Linked DNA regions of Mus musculus: regions 1 and 2 are each linked to region 3. Evidence: chromatin contacts called from public Hi-C data. All regions are on one chromosome and are shown on one strand. The core of a region is the stretch at or near the end of the contact, and the rest is flanking DNA. Distances in the headings are between cores, read along the strand shown. Region 1 has its middle 75 kb from the start of Fbxl17. Region 2 overlaps Pja2 (praja ring finger ubiquitin ligase 2). Region 3 overlaps Fer (fer (fms/fps related) protein kinase).

Region 1 (2,892 bases), core at 70-2,569, 370 kb after region 3:
TCTGTGTTCTATTTGCTACATGCTATATCAAAACGGATGAAATGGACATATAAATTGACTGAAGTTTGCTCTGTTCTTTCATTCAATCAACAAACTCATTATTGAGCACCTAGTATGTGGCATATGTTGGGCATTTTTATAGATTAAGGAAGACAGAAAAAAAAAGCCCCATCTTTTCATGGAATTTATATTGTGTTTGGTTAAGACACACGAGAACGCATCAGATATTTTCTTTATTTTAATATGGGGGGAATAAAGACACAATGAAGAGAAGGGGGTAGTGATCAGGGAAGAACTCTCTGAAAAATGATAGCTGAAAGACTTGAATGGGTAAGCGAGCCACACAACCCTAGAGGTGCTGGGAAGCGAAGATCCTGACACAGAAAAGACATAATTGCATTCAAGGAAGAAAGAGCAGCGTTACAACAAAGTGACAGAAGATGCTGAGAGGGGCGGGAAGGGCAGATGGTTCAGAGGCATCGAAGGCCTCTGGTTTACTCCAGGTGTGAGGAGAAGCGGGATGTTGGGACCAGAGAATGCCATGATAAGCAGAGCGCCGAGGACTGGCTCCGCAGCAGTGGTTCTCAACCTGTGGGTCCCGGCTCCTCACAAGGGTCGAACATTGGATATTTACATTATGATTCATCACGTCAACAAAATCACAGTTAGGAAGTAGCAACGAAATAATGTTATGGTTGGGGGTCGCCACACCATGACGATTGCAGTTAATAAGGGTTGAGTGTTAGCGTCTGCGTGATTGCAATCTTGACTCTTCACTGCCCAAGGTTTAAAATATGAAAAATAAAAATCATTTCTGTGCAAGTGGTATGTGAAGAACAAAACACACACACACACACACACAAATCAGCTTTCTAACCAGAGTGTTACAAACTTAACTCAAAATAAAATACCTGTTTCAGGAGGGTGGGGTAAAAGATTGTGGGAGGAGGTGACCAGAAGAAGGGCAACGGGCAGTATGTAAAGTGAATAAGTAAAATAAGATATATACATATATATATGCATATATCAATAAATTTTGTTATATAAAAACAGGGTATATATATTGCTTTATATATATAAAATAATTAAACCCTCTTTCTATTATGGTTGTTGGGGAACTGCCTATGCAAGCTGTCAACTCACAAAGGTTCTTTGTGGATGGTACATTAGAGTATAACAGCTCAGAATATTCTGGAACATGTCTCCCACCTTTCCTCCTGTCTCCTCCTGTTGACAGCCTGACTCCTGGGTGCTGTTAGAAAGCAAAGCAGAGCTGAGCCACAAGCACCCAGCATCTCTTCCACAGGAAAATGCTGCCATCTGGAGGCTTCTAGAATAAACAGATAAAATTCAGTAATTAAACAAAGTGGAACCAGGGCCCCAGACCCACATCTGTTCATTTCTATATACAACATCTTTTCTCTGGAGAAAAATTATACAGTCATTAACTTAAAAGAAATGAGAAGGCATCCGACCACTTTCATCTTTTTGCTTTGGCAGGCCTGCTGTATTAAACGGAACCCCGGGCAGTTGGTTTTACAAACCTTATTATTTTGTGATCTGCCCATTCATTACCAGTGTAAAGTGGATGTCACTTTTCCACTACTGCTGTGCCATGTCTCAGTCCCCTTTGCGATGGCAAATCTCCATTTCCTCCATGAAAACTGACCAATTCAATTTCTTTGTTCAATTTTGATTAATTATATTTTTCTAAGTAAATCAATTCTTTCATCATTTCAAATATATTTTCATAGTTATATGTAATATTCTATAAAATTTTACTCTTTTATTTGCCTATAGCTATGTATACTTTTTAATCTTTCATGCCATCTTCTTACTTCCCTTTTGTGTAGAATTTGCTGTTTGATGCTGCGCAGTTAGGATTGAATTCAGCGTGCCTCACACCACTGGGATACACATCCAGTTCTATCATGGGGTTTTGAATGGCAGAAGGACGGATATAGAGTGCACGCTACTCTGGGAGACAACATTGTCAGCTTTTGTATTGACAGACACAAGACTTGGGTGTACTCTTTAGAGGTCAACTTTAACATCTCAAATTAGCAGTGACATAAAGACAGGATCGCTGAAATGTCAATGATTAAAAATCTTTTGTAAAGAGCTATGTTTTTTGAGGCAGCTGAACAAAATCGAAGAGCAAATTACAGATGCCAAATTGGGAAAAAAATATATTTTGTACAGTTTAGAGAAAGTATAATATAAAATGGACATCGAATTAAAATAATGATCAAATTGGCTACAATAGAAAGAAAAACTATGAAACAAAGGTACCATAGCCAGGAAAGATATTTCCTAGAAATATGATAATCATAGACTAATTCCCTTAATATATGTGCTAGTTAGACTGCTTCAACTTGACAGAAATTAAAGCCACCCAGGAATCAGATTGGCTTGTAGACTTCTTCCTTGGTTGTCGATGGGTGTGGGAGGTGCCCAGCAGACTACAGTCAGTACCATCCTGGAGTAGCTGGTCTTGAATAAGAACATAAGATGAGCAAGCCATGGAGAACAGGCCAGTTAGCTGTGGTCCTCCATCCTCCACAGCGTCTGTAAGTCTCTGCCTCCAGGTGCCTGCCGAGTCCCTGTTGACGTTCCTTGGTGGTGGACTGTAACTATAAGCCCAATAAACCCTTCCCCTCCCCAAGATGTTTTGATCAGTGTTTTATCACAGCAAAAGAACATGAACTAGGACCCACCTGAAACATTTACTCTGTGAAAGATTGTGTTATGATTATAGGACGGAGAAGAATACATGAACCTCACACGGGGACAAGCACTTTTATTCTGAATACAAATCTCAAAAGTTAAGGAGTAGGAAGAGATAAGGAGAAGGAAGGAGAAAAAGTAAATATACAATTAAAAATGTATAAT
Region 2 (2,852 bases), core at 239-2,738, 330 kb before region 3:
ATATAAGAAACATAACACTTGCTTTCTGATTTTTGCATATATTGTAAATGTGGCTGGTATTTACAGCAAATACTGTGTATCCTTTTATGGGTAAAACACAAGTGAACATTGCATGCAAGTAATGTGGTGAATTTGTAATTTAGAGGTTTTCTGGGGCTTCTGTGACTTTGGATGCTTAAATTGAGGCCTTAATGTTGCTCTAGCTAGCATGTTTCCTCCTGATGTATATAGTCAGCGTTGTATAAACTAATCTCTGCTTGTTTTCTACTCTGTGATCTTTCCATACCGTATTTCATTGATCAGTTAGTGTCAGAAGTCATACCAGAGTAACATTAGTTCCTATGTGTATACTGTGGATATTTGTGAATTGTGTGGTTTGTTTGTTTGTTTTCTTTTATGTACTGTTGACTAGTTATGGCACTTACTGATTAAACTTACACTGCTGCAGATTGCTGTGTAACAAGCCACATGTTATGTTTAGTCACTATTATGGGACCTTGGTTTTTCTTCTAGATAGCAGCTGTCCCAAAGAAAATATTTCTTCTTTGCCTATTAAGATGTAGCTATTATCTGCCAGTTGTTAAAGGGGTTTGGTTCCAAACTCAACCAGAGAGTTGAACGTAAGAAAGCTGTTGTACTTTTTGCTTCCCATCTGTTACCGTCCCTCACTGTTGGCTCCTTACTACGCATACACAGCTGCTGTGGGGAGAAAGCTGAATGAGACTTGTTTCAATTTTTTTAGAAAAGAAAATGAAGTTTTAGGACTTTCATGGTAACAAACCTGACAAGTTCAGACCCCAGTATATTATTTGATCTTATCTTGGATCCTTTTGAAAAGTTAAGAATATATGAAGGTAAATTAGAAATAGTGAAAATATTGATAAAATGTCATTTATCTTATTTCTCTATTTTATGTTGTTACTTGGCCTATTAATTTTAATTTTTTGAACATTTTCTTATTTCTCGTATGTGAATGCTGATATTTAAAGTTCAACTCATGTGGATTTCTTTTGTGTTTCTTAGTTGTTATCTCTAAGCTAACTAACTTTTAAGATTATTTGTGATATGGATTTATATATAAGCTGTTAAATATATATGAACTGTTAAAACGGAATGCAAGGTTTTCAAAAGCCCAGGTCTAACTGTGATGATTGGTTTATTGGTCTACAATCCCAGCCTGGCATTTTCCGTGTAAATCATAAACAATAAACAGGATATACTCGGTGTTCATTTCTAATATTTAATTGTGTGACCCTATCACTTCTATAACATAACCCTGAAGGATTTAGAGTCAGTAACAAAGGACAGAACTCTTAAAGAACCGCAGCTTGAGCTGACAGGGTGGGGTCTTTCCTAAGGGACCACATGGTCACTTAGAGAGGCGGCTGGCAAGCTTGAGCTGTTGCAGGGGCTCTGACTTAAGAGCTGCCCTTTCCTGCCCGACATTCTCAGCAATCCCACAGTCCTCTGCGGAGCCTGGCTCCTGGGCTGACTCAGACTATGGAAACGCTTGATGTTCTGTGATGCCTCACTTCAGTTGACTGTCTCCTAACCTAACGTGGGACTGCTATCAATTATGCCCATCAAGAATGATCTTTCATGGGTCACAAAGGCCTCAAAGGCATGTTTCTGAGTCAGTTACGTAATAGGTTATACTCACATTATTAAATTAAACAAAAGCTGATTTTGTTTAGAAGGATTAGAATTCTAATTTTCCTAATAAAACATGTGAGAAAAATAGTCTTAGAGTTAAGAATAGCAATAGTGTTCCTATGCCCCCCGCAGCAATGCAAAACTACTTCTGAAGTGGCTGGCATCTTCTTTGTCTAGCCATTGATGCTACGGCCACCTTTTCCTCCTGCAAAGGCAGGATTTCACTATAAAAAGTGTCATTCAGATTCTGTATAGATAGCATACATATAAGATTAGAATAAAAAATTCTGTCTCTTGTATTCCCACCTTCATAGCCTCCTTCAGGCTCCACGGTTTTAAATGGTACAGTATATCTGGTCAGACCAGTCTAAGGCTGGCTCTTTTAGTCATTCTCTTAAAGTGTTTGCCTCATAAGGTAAACAGGACTTCGGTAATCTAACTAAAGTAGAGGGCTTAGAGGCATTTTTTCCAACTTCAAAATCATTCTGAAGGGTAGGTGCAGTTAGTTGCTATCCTCACTCTTCGGCAAGCTGCTGGCTGAAGAACCCCACGGGCATCGTCCTTGAGCCCATACCTATTCCTAACTTACTGACTTACTGACAGAGTTTCTTCATAGCCTAACTGAAGAGCACACCCATCCACAATGATTTTAATGTATAAACATCCTCCCAGACACTGTTAGCTCCAGCGTTGATGAAGCAGACTTTCCATGTTTGGTGGGGAATTTGTTTTTGAAGTCACTGATAAGTAAGTGTTGAGGATAGACTGCATACAAAGCCCTAGGGTAGCACTATAGACAGCTCTCTGGGTTGATGGGTTAGTATGGCTGTCTTGGAACTCACTCTGTAGACCAGGCTGGCCTCAAACTCAGAAATCCACCTGCCTCTGCCTCCCAAGTACTGGGATTAAAGGCGTGCGTCACCACCACCCGGCTAGTACTTCCAGTTCACGTAACTGCCAGCCACCCTGTGGGCCCCCGTTTTATCTCTTGCCAGGTTTTACAGATATGTCTTTGAAAATGGTTAAATCTGCTAGTGTATTAAGGAAAGAAAGGAAAGGAAATCCTGGAACTGCTTCCTTCGTAACAAAACTGTGCAAGCTCTGTTTTCCTGTTGCTCATTTGCCATCTGTTGCTAAGTAGGCTGTTCTAGGTCTGATAAGACTTCAATGTCAAGTTCATCCCAGTTTCTGGAACCTAC
Region 3 (3,179 bases), core at 290-2,789:
GATGTTTGGGGGTGGAGGGAACCCTAAGAAATTGACCAGTAACTATCCATCACACATTCAGCTTGCAGCTAAGAGAAGTGGTATTAAAACAAAATTTGGGGCTGGGGCAGTTTCTGTCTAGCTTTGGTCTGAGACAATTGTGTGGAGCTGTGACCTGGTCCTGAGTTCCCGGAGCCATCATTACCATCTGAGGAGTAGCTGGGAATATGGGCCAGCACCCTTGTACCTGGCCTAAAGGAAAACCCAAACACATCCATGTTGTCTCCTGCTCTAAGTGTAGACATTATTGTAAAATGAAGGAAGTTGACTGGGGCATTCTTCATCCCAGAGAGCTGATTCTGGTGTCATGTTCTCCTCTTCTGCTAAGGGATTCTAGATTTTGTTTTAGAAGGTTTTATGAATCACATTCCTACATTAGCTGCTGTAGTACTATCAAGGGTCACACAGCATGTGTGTGACAGCTGTCCCACAAGTGTCAGTGGGACAGCTACACATTTAATTAAGGCTAAATGCAATGAAACCTTCCTCTCCTGCAATGTGACATACCTTCTTTCAGTTAAGGCTGTGTGACTTCAGCTTCCATTGTATTTTTACCTTTGAGATACCTACAAAGTAATGGCTCACATGGTGCAAGAGCAGTAACCACACACTCAGGGCACAGTCTACCATAGTAACCACACACTCAGGGCACAGTCTACCATAGTAACCACACACTCAGGGCACAGTCTACCATAGTAACCACACACTCAGGGCACAGTCTACCATGGTAACCACACACTCAGGGCACAGTCTACCATGATAACCACACACTCAGGGCACAGTCTACCATGGTAACCACACACTCAGGGCACAGTCTAACATGGTAACCACACACTCAGGGCACAGTCTACCATGGTAACCACACACTCAGGGCATAGTCTAACATAGTAACCACACACTAAGGGCACAGTCTAACATGGTAACCACACACTCAGGGCACAGTCTACCATAGTAACCACACACTCAGGGCACAGTCTACCATAGTAACCACACACTCAGGGCACAGTCTAACATAGTAACCACACACTCAGGGCACAGTCTAACATAGTAACCACGCAAGCAGGCCACAGTCTACCACAGTAGCCACACATGCAGGGCACAGTCTAACATAGTAACCACGCAAGCAGGCCACAGTCTACCACAGTAGCCACACATGCAGGGCACAGTCTACCATAGCAACCACATAAGCAGGTCATAGTCTACCATCGTAACCACACATGCAGAGCACCGTCTATCAAAATAACCATACATGCAGAATATAGTCTACCATAGTAACCACACATGTAGAGACCACAGTCCACTACAGTTTTTGTGTGGTCTTGATATCTGGTTACAATCTCTATTTTTCCTGGTTGTAATTTTATATTCTGCTGTATTTAGCTACCTCAAGTAGTCTGTGGACTAAGGCAAGAAGCAAATGTTAACAGTGGTTACAGCAAGACAAAGGCCTTGCAATGTGAAGCTTCATAAGGCCAGAGCTACCAAAGGTCTGACTAAGCACTGACGACAAAGGCTGAGTCACCACAGCTGCGCTATGGCCCCTGTTTCTCTCCTACCCGCAGCCATTGCACTGAACTGCCTTTCTTAGAAATGTTAAACTGAAGCTCTGAGCATCATCACTTTCACAACTCTACCCAATCAGCTAATGGATTCATGAACACTGGAACATTCCCATGTTTGCTAACCCCAAATCAAATTGCACGGCATGCTTGGCACACTGTCACTGCTGTTTCTGGCTCAGGGAAATGGGAAAAAAGCAATATTCCCACAGATCAGCCAAGAAGCCCATAAGAAATGGCACAATTAAATTAGGTTTTCATATTCCTATAAAAAGGAAAAAGCCAGAACTTAATGTGGGCAGACCAGGCTGGTTTTAGTCTCCATCTACCAGAGCCTTAAGTACTTGCACTAATTATCCCATCATCATAAAAGCATAGTATGACTTCCAAAATAGAAACAATTATGGTTTAATTCCATAGTGCAACTTTCTAAATTGTAATGAGCAACCACTAAATTAAAATGAGACCTCTAAATTGTATGCTGTCATCAAATGCTAGCAAGTATGTAGGCATTAATTTCTGTTGGTACGTACACTGGTGAAAAATCTGAATCTCCCTATCTGTATAATACACTATACCTGTATAATCTTACATTTCTTTAAAATACAGAAAACGCTCATGGGGTGTGCCTAAGAATTTTTGTGATGAAGTAAGTTTTTCTCATACTAACACAAGTATCCAAGTGAAAGACAACAGTAAATACTCACTGCATCATGCAGGAAAGCATGATCAAAGCCACAAAAGAGCCCAGGTTTACTTAATCTTATTAGATATCATACAAGAATCAAATCCTTGAAACAAGATAAAATAATAAGGAAATTGATTACAGTTAAATAAAGTCTATATAATTCTATTATACACAAAGCCAAAACAACAACAACAACAACAAAAAAACGTATCTCAGTGTTTTCATGCTGTCTGAATTCAGCTTAAGTCTTCTAAGCATAGTGAGCAGGCTACACGTCAGCAAACAATCTTCTCCTCACCTGCACGGGGGCCTGATCAATGACAGACATACTGAATGTTTTATGACCAATAAAAGGCTTATAAGATTAAAATATATAGATCTGTAGTAGTTGAACCTTGCTAACAATTTACAACACCAACATTTATAGATGAGTAATAGTTGAACACTGCTAACATAGGCTATATCTGAAAACCAATGATATAATTTTTGACAAATTTAAGTAACTATATACAAAAATATAGAGATGAAGAAAGTCTACATCGATTTGTAGCATTCCTTAACCCCATGAATGCCACAATAGATCATAACATCTCGAATTTCTTTTTATTTTCTACTTTCCTTTCTGCTGCTGCAATAATAACACATGATCAGAATCAGCTTAGAGGAGACAAACAGGTACCTGGCCGATCCCTCCAGGATAAAAGCTACCAGAATCGGAGAGGGAAGGAAGGAGTGGTGCTGCTGACTCGCTCCCTGGAGTACTTGCTCAGGCTCATGTCCAACCAGACTCTGTTTCTAGTGCAAGCCTACCTGCCTAATAGTTGGGTTCACCAGCCTCTCTCAATAATCAAGACAACCCCCACAGACATGCCCACAGGCCCATCTAATCCAGG

Evidence for each region. Hi-C and Micro-C count contacts between places; a contact is called where the count stands out from the background.
Region 1: a contact with region 3 is called in a Hi-C map of embryonic fibroblasts, with 5 times the contacts expected there. The contact joins two enhancer-like sites. A contact is called at or near these places in 17 of 484 Hi-C or Micro-C datasets (3T3-L1-derived adipocytes, the AML12 cell line, the C2C12 cell line and 9 more).
Region 2: a Hi-C map of muscle stem cells shows a contact between it and region 3, with 2.4 times the contacts expected there. The contact joins two enhancer-like sites. A contact is called at or near these places in 4 of 484 Hi-C or Micro-C datasets (cortical neurons, granulosa cells and muscle stem cells) and 1 of 115 datasets of contacts at active chromatin or transcription factors (cardiomyocytes).

What each region holds. Positions count from the first base shown.
Region 1 is chr17:63,574,193-63,577,084 of GRCm38.p6, reverse strand. No RefSeq gene overlaps it. Among named protein-coding and RNA genes, the nearest start is that of Fbxl17, 75 kb to the right of the region's middle. Within about 2 kb of position 1,319, at least 5 of the 459 cell types and tissues checked have an H3K27ac peak or open chromatin away from gene starts, as enhancers often do. A contact at or near this core is called in the C3H10T1/2 cell line and embryonic fibroblasts, where this site is marked.
Region 2 is chr17:64,279,392-64,282,243 of GRCm38.p6, reverse strand. Pja2 (praja ring finger ubiquitin ligase 2) reads left to right here. Exons shown (of 10, transcript NM_001025309.1): 10 at 1-1,238. Among named protein-coding and RNA genes, the nearest start is that of Gm34858, 11 kb to the right of the region's middle. Within about 2 kb of position 1,488, at least 2 of the 459 cell types and tissues checked have an H3K27ac peak or open chromatin away from gene starts, as enhancers often do. A contact at or near this core is called in muscle stem cells, where this site is marked.
Region 3 is chr17:63,947,446-63,950,624 of GRCm38.p6, reverse strand. All of the region lies in intron 9 of Fer (fer (fms/fps related) protein kinase), which reads right to left. Among named protein-coding and RNA genes, the nearest start is that of Gm52300, 21 kb to the left of the region's middle. Within about 2 kb of position 1,539, at least 54 of the 459 cell types and tissues checked have an H3K27ac peak or open chromatin away from gene starts, as enhancers often do. A contact at or near this core is called in the C3H10T1/2 cell line, embryonic fibroblasts and muscle stem cells, where this site is marked.